Regions from separate parts of the Mus musculus genome. Here region 1 is linked to region 2. A link is a contact called in public Hi-C data. All regions are on one chromosome and are shown on one strand. The core of a region is the stretch at or near the end of the contact, and the rest is flanking DNA. Distances in the headings are between cores, read along the strand shown.

What was found. A called contact is a pair of places that touch in the nucleus more often than the background predicts.
Region 1: a contact with region 2 is called in a Hi-C map of B cells, with 11 read pairs. The contact joins the enhancer-like site here to the promoter of Mrtfa in region 2. A contact is called at or near these places in 2 of 39 promoter capture datasets (pre-B cells and stem cell-derived epiblast-like cells), 1 of 484 Hi-C or Micro-C datasets (B cells) and 1 of 9 other capture datasets (embryonic stem cells).

Annotation. Positions count from the first base shown.
Region 1 is chr15:80,317,442-80,322,242 of GRCm38.p6, forward strand. It overlaps Cacna1i (calcium channel, voltage-dependent, alpha 1I subunit), which reads left to right. Exons shown (of 37, transcript NM_001044308.2): 3 at 2,918-3,029; 4 at 3,746-3,879. Among named protein-coding and RNA genes, the nearest start is that of Gm31319, 30 kb to the left of the region's middle. Within about 2 kb of position 2,045, at least 53 of the 459 cell types and tissues checked have an H3K27ac peak or open chromatin away from gene starts, as enhancers often do. A contact at or near this core is called in B cells, where this site is marked.
Region 2 is chr15:81,189,245-81,193,509 of GRCm38.p6, forward strand. It overlaps Mrtfa (myocardin related transcription factor A), which reads right to left and starts at 1,492. Exons shown (of 14, transcript NM_001082536.2): 1 at 1,263-1,492. 4930483J18Rik (RIKEN cDNA 4930483J18 gene) reads left to right here and starts at 1,609. Exons shown (of 2, transcript NR_015603.1): 1 at 1,609-1,761; 2 at 2,573-3,513.

The DNA.
Region 1 (4,801 bases), core at 795-3,294, 870 kb before region 2:
ATAGTGGCAGCCAAGTTCATCATTGTGGTATGTGCTAGACCGGGTGGGTGGAAGGCTGGGCATCAGCCTGAGAGGGGAGGAAGGTGGAAGCTTTTGACTGGGTGGCATGCAAGTGAGATTGTGAGGGGTAGGCAGGGTTTGCCTCAGAGGGAAGGTAAAGCCATGAAGTGGGTATGCTTACACATAGCGAGAAGCTTAGTGTGTGCCAGGGCAAGCAGGAGATTCAGGCAGTGAACTCACTGAGATCACTGTCGCCTTGGGTGACAGGCTGAGGGGGATGGGGAACCATGGATTGAAGGCTCATAGTGTAGCTGAGGATGTCTTCGTATGTCTCTCACTCTTAGTTTTTTTTTTTTTTTTTTGACACAGGATTTCTTTGTGTAGTCCTGGCTGCCCCTGTAGACCAGGCTGGCCTTGAACTCAGATCCTTCTGCCTCTGCTGGGATTCAAGGGTTAAAACCACTGCCCTGGGACTTTCAACTCTTGATCCTCCTGCCTCTGCCTCCCAAGTGCTGCTGGGCAGGACTGTAAGAATTGGCTGCCCTGCCACCACGCTTGGCTTTATGTGGTACTCGGTTCTGGGATTGTGGCCAACTGAGCCGCACCCCTGACTCCACCCCACTTCTGCTTGTTTTGGTTTGAGTTGTGCTGACAAGGTATTACTGGGTAGCTCTGGTCGGCCTCAAACTTCCTGCCTCAGCCTCCCCAGTGCTGGGATTGCAGGTGTGTACTGTCACAGGTGTGTAAATATGTTTCCCCTTTGGATCGAATTTAGTTTTATCAAGGAGTCTGAGGACTCAGTGCTGACATCACACAGGGCCCACTGGAGAGTCAGGAGCCAGAGCTGCAGCCCCAGGGAGGCAGGGGCAGTATTGCAGACACAGGACCAAGGGCCGGGAGGGGACACTGGCCGAGGAACCCAGCAGGTCTGATGTAGACAAAACCCAGCCACGTGATCTAAAGAGGGGTCTTGACTTTCCCCACCTGTGAATGGGCCCATCAGGTGCACTTGGGCCTGGGTCTCCAGGAAGGACAGAGGCAGCAGAAACTGGGCTATGAGAGGGAGGTAATGAATGGGGGAAGGGGGGGAGGGAATCAAGGGGAACGGGGATGCTCGCTGGTAATTAGAACGTTTGAACTTCAAAAAAGTTAATTAATGACACAGCTACTGCTGGAGCAAGGCTAGGGCTCAAAGGGGGCCTGGCAGCGACTGAAATTAATTACAGGCTATGGCGGGAGAGTGGCAGCCAGGCCAGGGACAGGAAGGAGCAGGGCAGGGACAGAGGCCATGGAAGTCAGCTTTCAAGGTGAGCAGGGTCTGGAGAGCAGAGGGGGCTGTTGCCATGGAAACTAGGTCAGTTCTCTTAGCAGGCAGGAGGGGCCCAGTCCACTGTGGTTGGCATCTGGCTGTGGTGGGCTGGTGTGGCTTCACCGAGCTGGGGTTGAACTGGTGTGGCTGGGGGGTGGGGTGGGGGGAGCTTGAGATAAACTCATGTATTCACTCGGCAAGTCTTGGTTGAGCATCTCCATGCTGTTCTGGTTGGAGTTGAGTGCTTGTAGATCCCAGGGACCCAGACTCTGCTCAAAAGTGGGCAGAGAGGATGAGCGTTAGATGGGAGAGAGTCAGGCTGGAGGGCTGCTGGGGGAGGAGCTTGTGGGGCTGAATGGCCTGAGACCAGACAGGAAAAGCAGGCCACCACGGGCTGGGAGGGAGGCAGTCGGGGGAAGGAGAAGAGGGTAGGTCGTGCTGGCCAGCTTTGTGGAGGGCTTCTGATTTTAAGCCAGGAGAAGCTGGGAGCCACAGCAGGCACTCTGAGAAGAGGGGTCGGGACAGCCTCTGTGGACCTGTGAGGTGCCCCTTAGCTCCAGTGAGGAGCTGCTGTGAACTTGCTTGAGACCCCAGAGCCACTCACCGCAGGGAATTGAGTTCACAGGCAGGCCCTGGTCTCTGGCACTGCTGGCTGCTCTGACAGCACATAGCAGCTCTGTACCCAGATGCTAAATGCTGGAGTCAGGGACAGGAATGTGGGTACAGCTGGTGGCAGGGGTTGTCAGTCTGCTTCCTGGTAGATGAGAAACTACTAGAAGAGAGTGAGTCATCAGACAGGCTCCTTCATCTGGCAGTTCACCCCTGAGTCTGACCTCAGTCATTTATGCTGTTGTGTGGTTTCACTTTTTTTTTTTTCTTCACCATGATGCACTTTTTGGGGGGGGGGCACAGATCTCCTTAGCCCCGAGGACTTGTGTATAAGAGGAGAGGCCATTTGGGGGATATGAGCAGGCAGTTCTCTTCTCTCTGGGCTGTAGGATCCCCTTATCCTGCTGGTGGCCTGTGGCTGACCTGAAGGGCTGATCTCTAGATGCCCTGGCTCCAGGCTGCAGGATTCTGCTGGGGCAGAACCCGGGAAGCCAGGTCTCTGGGTTGGGCTGATTTGGGAGCAGCGGTCAGAGGGTGACTGTGAGCTTCAGCCCCACAGAGATAGGCAGATCAGGAGAACATGTCCAGGGATGCCTCAGAAGTGCAGACCCATTCCTTGGATGGGAAGCATGAAGCCACCGCAGAGGGATGGGAGAGGGAGAAGAGAAGGCCGGCATCAGAGCTGTTGAGTCTGGGGACCCTTTCTGGGGGCCACTCCTTCCTGGGTGGGACCTGGAGGCATCCTGCAGTGGATGCTTCAGTGGTTTGATTTGGTTTCGGTTCCCTGCAGGGTGTGGCATGGGTTGCACCTGTGTGGCGGGCCAGCTGCACTGTCTCTGAAAGCTTGGACCTGGGTCACTGAGAGGTCCACAGGGGTGGGGGTGGAGTTGGGGGTGGGGGGCAGAAACGGTCTGCATGTCTGTTCCTGGGGTGTCACATTCAGGAGTGTGGCGCCCCAGGCCGCGCTTCCACCACCAGTTCTTCCTTGACTTGGTGTACGTGGTTCGAGTGTGTGAGCATGCTGGTCATCCTGCTGAACTGTGTGACCCTGGGCATGTACCAGCCATGTGACGATATGGAGTGCCTCTCAGACCGCTGCAAGATCCTGCAGGTGAGCCTCTCAGTCGTCCCCTCCCTCCCAGCCGGGTGTCCTCTTCCAAGCTCAGGGCTCTACTGTAGCTCAGCCCCTCAGCTCTTCTGAAGAATTGCCCCTCCTGTCATCTTTGTTTTCCCAGCTGAGGCTCCTCACCCCATCCCATTCACACAGCGAAGGCAGTGGCTACATTTCTCTGCCCGCAGCCAGCCTCTGCTCCCTGATACCTCCTCCCTTGTGGACTCGTGGGCCCTGATGTGGCATCTGCGTGGTTGTAGGCACGGTGTGAGGTACCACAGAGTAGGGCTCTGGGGACGTATCCATTTTACAGAAGTAGAATATTTGATGCCTGTCCCTGGGAGCCGGACCTGAGTTTCATTTTAATCCTGGCACAGAGTTGCTGTGTGACCCAGGGCAAGTGACTTGGCTTCTCTGGTCTTGTTTTCTTAGCTGTAAAGTGGGCTACCCCATGTGTGCCATTATGAGAGAGATCATGAGGGAGCCTGGTGCTCAGCCCCAGGGTCCTCATCGTTGCCAGAGCTAAAGCCATGAGCAGAATGGGCTGTGGAACCCTGGGCAACGTCACCCCTTCCCTGGGCCCTGGTCTTTTCTCTGAGTGGGCAAGGGACTCTGAGGTTCTCTTCCTGTCCCATGTTTGACCTCACCGTGGCTCTGACTTCCACTCTTGCTCCAGAGTTCACCCTGTCCTGTCCTGTCTTCCTCCTGCTTGACAGGTCTTTGATGACTTCATCTTCATCTTCTTCGCCATGGAGATGGTGCTTAAGATGGTGGCCCTGGGCATTTTTGGCAAGAAGTGCTACCTCGGGGACACATGGAACCGCTTGGACTTCTTCATTGTCATGGCAGGGTAGGGAACAACCTGGTTTTTGTTGCATGCCAGCTTCCGTATAGCTAACCAAGGGGATTCTGGGAGATGGTGGTGATGCTGTGTGAGAATGGAGGGCCTCTGGCCAGGGGTCAGAGAGACAACGCTCCCTGTAGATGGCCCTAGAAGACAGCTGTCCCTTCCGGTGGCCGCTGTAAGCATCTGTTGTGCGGTGGGCAGCTTAGACTGAGTGTTTTATGCTGATTAATTGCACGCCTTTGGGAAAGTCAGTTAACTTTGAGAAGCCTCCATTTCCCCATCTGTAAAAAGAAGTAAAGACATCACCCTGGTCAAAATGAGCATCATGAAGTGTTTGCTGTCATCAGCAGCAGCTGCAGTACTGCCGCCACCACCATTATCATCATTGTCACTCTTATCACCATAACCATTGTCACTGTCACCATCATCATAACCATTGTCACTGTCACCCTAACCATAACCATTGTCACTGTCACCACATAACCATTGTCACTGTCACCAACACTGCCATAACTATTGTTACTATTGTCATTGCCATCATCACCATCATCATTATGATCACTACCACAATCACTACCACCATCATGTTCGCCATCATAATATAGTCATATATTTTCACCACAATCATTCTCACCATCATAACCATTATCATCATCACCACAATAACCATCACCACCATCATTGTCACCATTATCATCATCACCACACCATCATTACTATCAGCTTTATCATCATCATCACCACCCCCACCATCGTGGCCATCACCATTATCATGGTCACTCGGCAAGTCAGAAATGGAGGGCAGATTTAAGCCCCACTTCTGGTCATCTCTAAGGAAGCCCAGATGGTTTTAGGTGGGAGGATCAGTTCACCCCAAAATTTAAGACCAACCTGGGTCATAAACGAGACTTGACTCAAAAGAGAA
Region 2 (4,265 bases), core at 242-2,741:
CAAGGGTTCCCCTCCCTACAGGGATGGGGCTGTGGGCCAGTTGGCTGTACCATTTTACCCCTGGAAGGCAGTTCATTTTCAACAATAAAACTTCATAAGTGGACTTTTTTTGGTGGAAGGGGCTTCTACAGTAAAGCCCTTAAGTTTGACTTCTTGAACATAAAGATCAGGCTACAGGCTTTGGCTTCAGATCTCGAAAACTTACAATTTGGGGACATTCCGGACACTTTATGGATTTTAAAACTATGTGAACCCATGAAGCATAGGTGTAATTTCATCATATTTAAGTAATGAAGTTCACATTCTTAGTCTTCACACACTTTATGCCAAAGTATTCGGGCAAGCAGTAAACTGACCACCAGTCTGTCCTTTGGTTCTGTCATCTAACAAAGAGAAATCCTGACAAAGACAAGCTATACTGTACTCACACACCTATCCAGCAGTTCTCAACATCAGGATACTCGTCTTTTCTTGGATCCCTTCCTTGTATGTGTTGAACACCATTCCAAGCGTTTTATTACGAATTCTTTCATTTACTGTCTGCATTCCAATGTAATAGGTATTGTTAGTTCCATTTTCCAGATAAGCAATCTAAACGTAGGTTTGATAATCTAACAGGGAAAGCTCCAGCACTAACCACTCTATAGTATTAGTGTTTTCTTATGGAGCGAGGAGGGCGGAAGTCATCAAAGGTACATAGACAAACAGTCACACACACATACACACACACACACACACACACACACACACACACACACACACACGCGAGACGGACACTTCTTTGGCGGTCAAGTTTCAAATCTGCGGAGCCCTGCAGACCTGGAGGCACCCATGCTGCTATATGGTCGTCAGGTCCAGGTGAACCTCCTTGCCACGAGAAGCCTGCGGATTGCACCTGGATCCTCCAGGTTTGCACAAGGGCCGGGAGAAAGCGCTCGACCGGTCGGTCCCAAGCAGATTACACACACTCGGGGAGCAGCCAGGGCGGGAACCTAGCTGCTCCCTAGCCAGCACAGCCCTGCAAGGCGGTGCACAGGTGCACGGTCGCACTCGACTGTCCTGTCGAGTGACCAGGGCTTTGAGACCCCAGCCCCTTGGGAAAGGGCGGGACTGGAGTGGAGGACTGCGGGAGGCAATCCCGGGCTCGGAGCCTACAGCGGCCGGCCGGTCCAGGGCACACGCGGAAGGGTCGAGGGGAGAAAGGATGCTCGAGCGGGGCGGGGCCGGTGGGGGAGGGGGACCCTGCCCGAACTCTCACTCACCGCCTCGTTCGCCTCCTGGCCCGGGCTCCGCGGCTCGCCCCACTCCGGTGCCAGCCGCTCACGTATCCTCCCGAGCCTCTAGTACCAGTCAGACTGCACCAAGTTAGGGAGAGGTCCGCGCAAGCCGAGGGAGCGTGGCGAGCGGGAACGAGGGGGTGGGGAGGGTGGGACGGTCGTTCTTGCCGCCGGGGACACCGCAGACACGACCGCCGCCGGCTCCACTCAGCCACGGAAGCTGCGGGCCCTCCCACCACTCCGGGTCCCGCCTCCGCACCCTCCCCCCTACCCGCCTGGGAGCGACAGCCGTATCGACCAATCAGAAACCTAGCGCCGTTAGGGCTAGCCCGATTTAGGGGGCGTTCGCCGAAGGAAGAGGAACGAGGGAGGCTAGTACGGCGGCGCGACTTCTGTGACTGACATCATAGCGCAGCCAATCGGTAACTGAGAGATGACTTCATCGCTGAAGGAAGTCTGGAACTGGCGGAGCGGCCGCCAAGAGGTGGGAGGAGGTCGGCGATGAGCCGGGGGGCGGAGTCTGGGTCTTAAAGAAACCGTAACACATCTGATCACCCTGTCAAAGGGTGACCGCGGAGCTAGCTACCTAGGGTTCGGTGCCCAGCCTGGAGGTTTAATGCAAAAATCCTGCAGTCTTCATCTTGGTCCTTCCTCCTGTCTTTGCTCCGCCGGGACTCCCAAGTCGATTATTTCACATTCGCATTTCCCGAAAGGACACAATAAATGCCGCTCTGGCCTGGAGCCCTGAACTCTGTCATGTCCCTGCCCTTCCGTGGCCAAGCGCTTTTTTTCTCTGAGTCGGTTCTCCTCCGGTAAAAGGACTGACACCTACCTGCCTAGACTGTTGAGATTATTTATCAACAGCGGAAGCGCTTGCAGCTGGAGGGAAAGAGTTGAATGAACCCAGATTTTATCCGGGGCCTCACTGCACTAAATGAATCTGGGCGGCTCTTCCAACTTTAAAATTCTAAACTGCTGGTGTGTAGCCTAAAAGTGTGTGTATGTCTGTGTGTGTGTGGGTGTGTGGGTGTATGTGTGGGAGAGAGAGAGAGAGCATAACTGCATAAATCCAACATTTAAAGAGACTTATCTACTAAAGCGGTGAGACTAGTTAAAGCCCACCCGGTCAAGTTGCTAAGAGCCACTATGGAGGCCCCTTTTCTGGAACACCACCCCTTCCCCCCAACAAAGGGGGAGAGCGCTGAAAAGGAGAAATAATTCGGACTTGGTGCCTTAGTGTTTCCGAAACACTTTCCCTTGGGAGATATAAACAACCGTCTATCTCCTCCTTTTAGGCCACCATCCACTGGATAAACTGAAGTATGATTGCCCCAGAGTCCAACGTGGAAAACCAGTGAGTTTATTGGGCTTGCTAAGAAATCATGGCTGGCCCCCAAAGCAGCGAGACCACCAAAAAGTTGCACCCCAGCATGGATGATGATGTCCCCATAGCTGCGTAGATGACATACACAGTTCAGTTAAACTTCCATAATCTACACAACTCTAGCCAAGTCACAAGACCTCAAGCAGCTAGGGCAAAATTGAGGACTTGAGAGATTCCTCTCCCCAATGAGCGGGGGGATGTTGGAGGAGGTAACTGGGATCCAGCAAGGATTCAGAGAAGCCCCCCCTAAGTCCTTCCGTCAATGCAGGAACATCTACAGTCAACAAGCCCAGTCTTGAGGGGCTCTTGCAAGATAGCTGTGCTTTTGCAAGGACAGAGCTGCTGGACACAAGGAAAAAGAAAGAAGGTTCTGGAGAACAGAGTCCCCAGTGTGAGAGCAAGGGTTAACACTGTAGAAGCAGAAACCCTCAGGGGCATCCTGACAGACATGGGAAGCCACAGTGACTGGAAGGAGGTAACGCATGTTACATCTCTGAGTGAGTTACTCTGTATGGCTTCCGTTCTCCCCCGGAAATCTCCCAGACTTCTCAGTGGTGTGTGGCTCTGTTGGGATAGGAGAAGGAGCTGCAACTCTCTCTATCCACTGCAGTAAGCCAGCCCGGCCCTGAGTAATTCCCAGTTATTCATCTGTAAGTCAGCTTCAAGTTCCGTACCATGTGTCTCATCACAGAACCTTGGAGGTAGCCCAGATCCTGTGGCCTCTTAGTCACACCTTCCCTCCCAAGATTAAAAAAAAAAAAAAAGAAAGAAAGAAAAAAAAAAACCACAAAAGCCCTAATAAAATTATATGTTCAATAACTATATATGCTATATAAATAAAAACTTAAAATGAAATAAGATTTTATGTATATAAGTCCTCTAACTTGCTATATGGTCAAGGATGACCTTGAACTCATGACCCTCCTGCTTTCGCGTCCCGGGTCCTGGGCTTCTGAGCACTCATCACCACACCTTGTACAACACGTAACTTCTTGAGGTACGTGTCTCACTGAGGGGTGAGACAGAGGAGATTCGGTAAACCGTAGCCTTGGGGTACCTGCGCTAAGTTGGGAGAAGCTAAGGTAATGCTTGAGAGACTTCCACAGTAGGCTGAGTCCTGACTAACAGATGACACATGCAGAGGCACCCTCAGAGGAGAAAGTCCTCCAGTCTGGAATTACTGGTGTGGTGAAGATTTCTCCAAGATAAGCCCAAGGCAGGGCATACTGGATATTGTCCACAAAGACGCAACCCTGGTGTAAGAGCCAAGGTGCAAAGGAACCACGAGTGTACGCTATTGGTTATTCAAAGAACAGTGTGCTCATTTATGGCCTTCTGCAGGGCACATTCCTCAGACCTGAAAAGCCCACCAGCTCACAAATAAACCTATTCTTCCATGAGCAACTCAAATTTTTTATTGTATACATTTTGTGTATGTATATATACATATGTATATATATTCAAAGTGCTGTATTTTTTAAATTTATAAGATTTAATGTACATGGGTGTTTTGCCTACATGTTTGTCTCTGCACCATGATCGTGCCTGGTGCTCTCAGAGGCCAGAAGAGGGTATCAGAGCTCCTGAAACGAAAATTACAGATG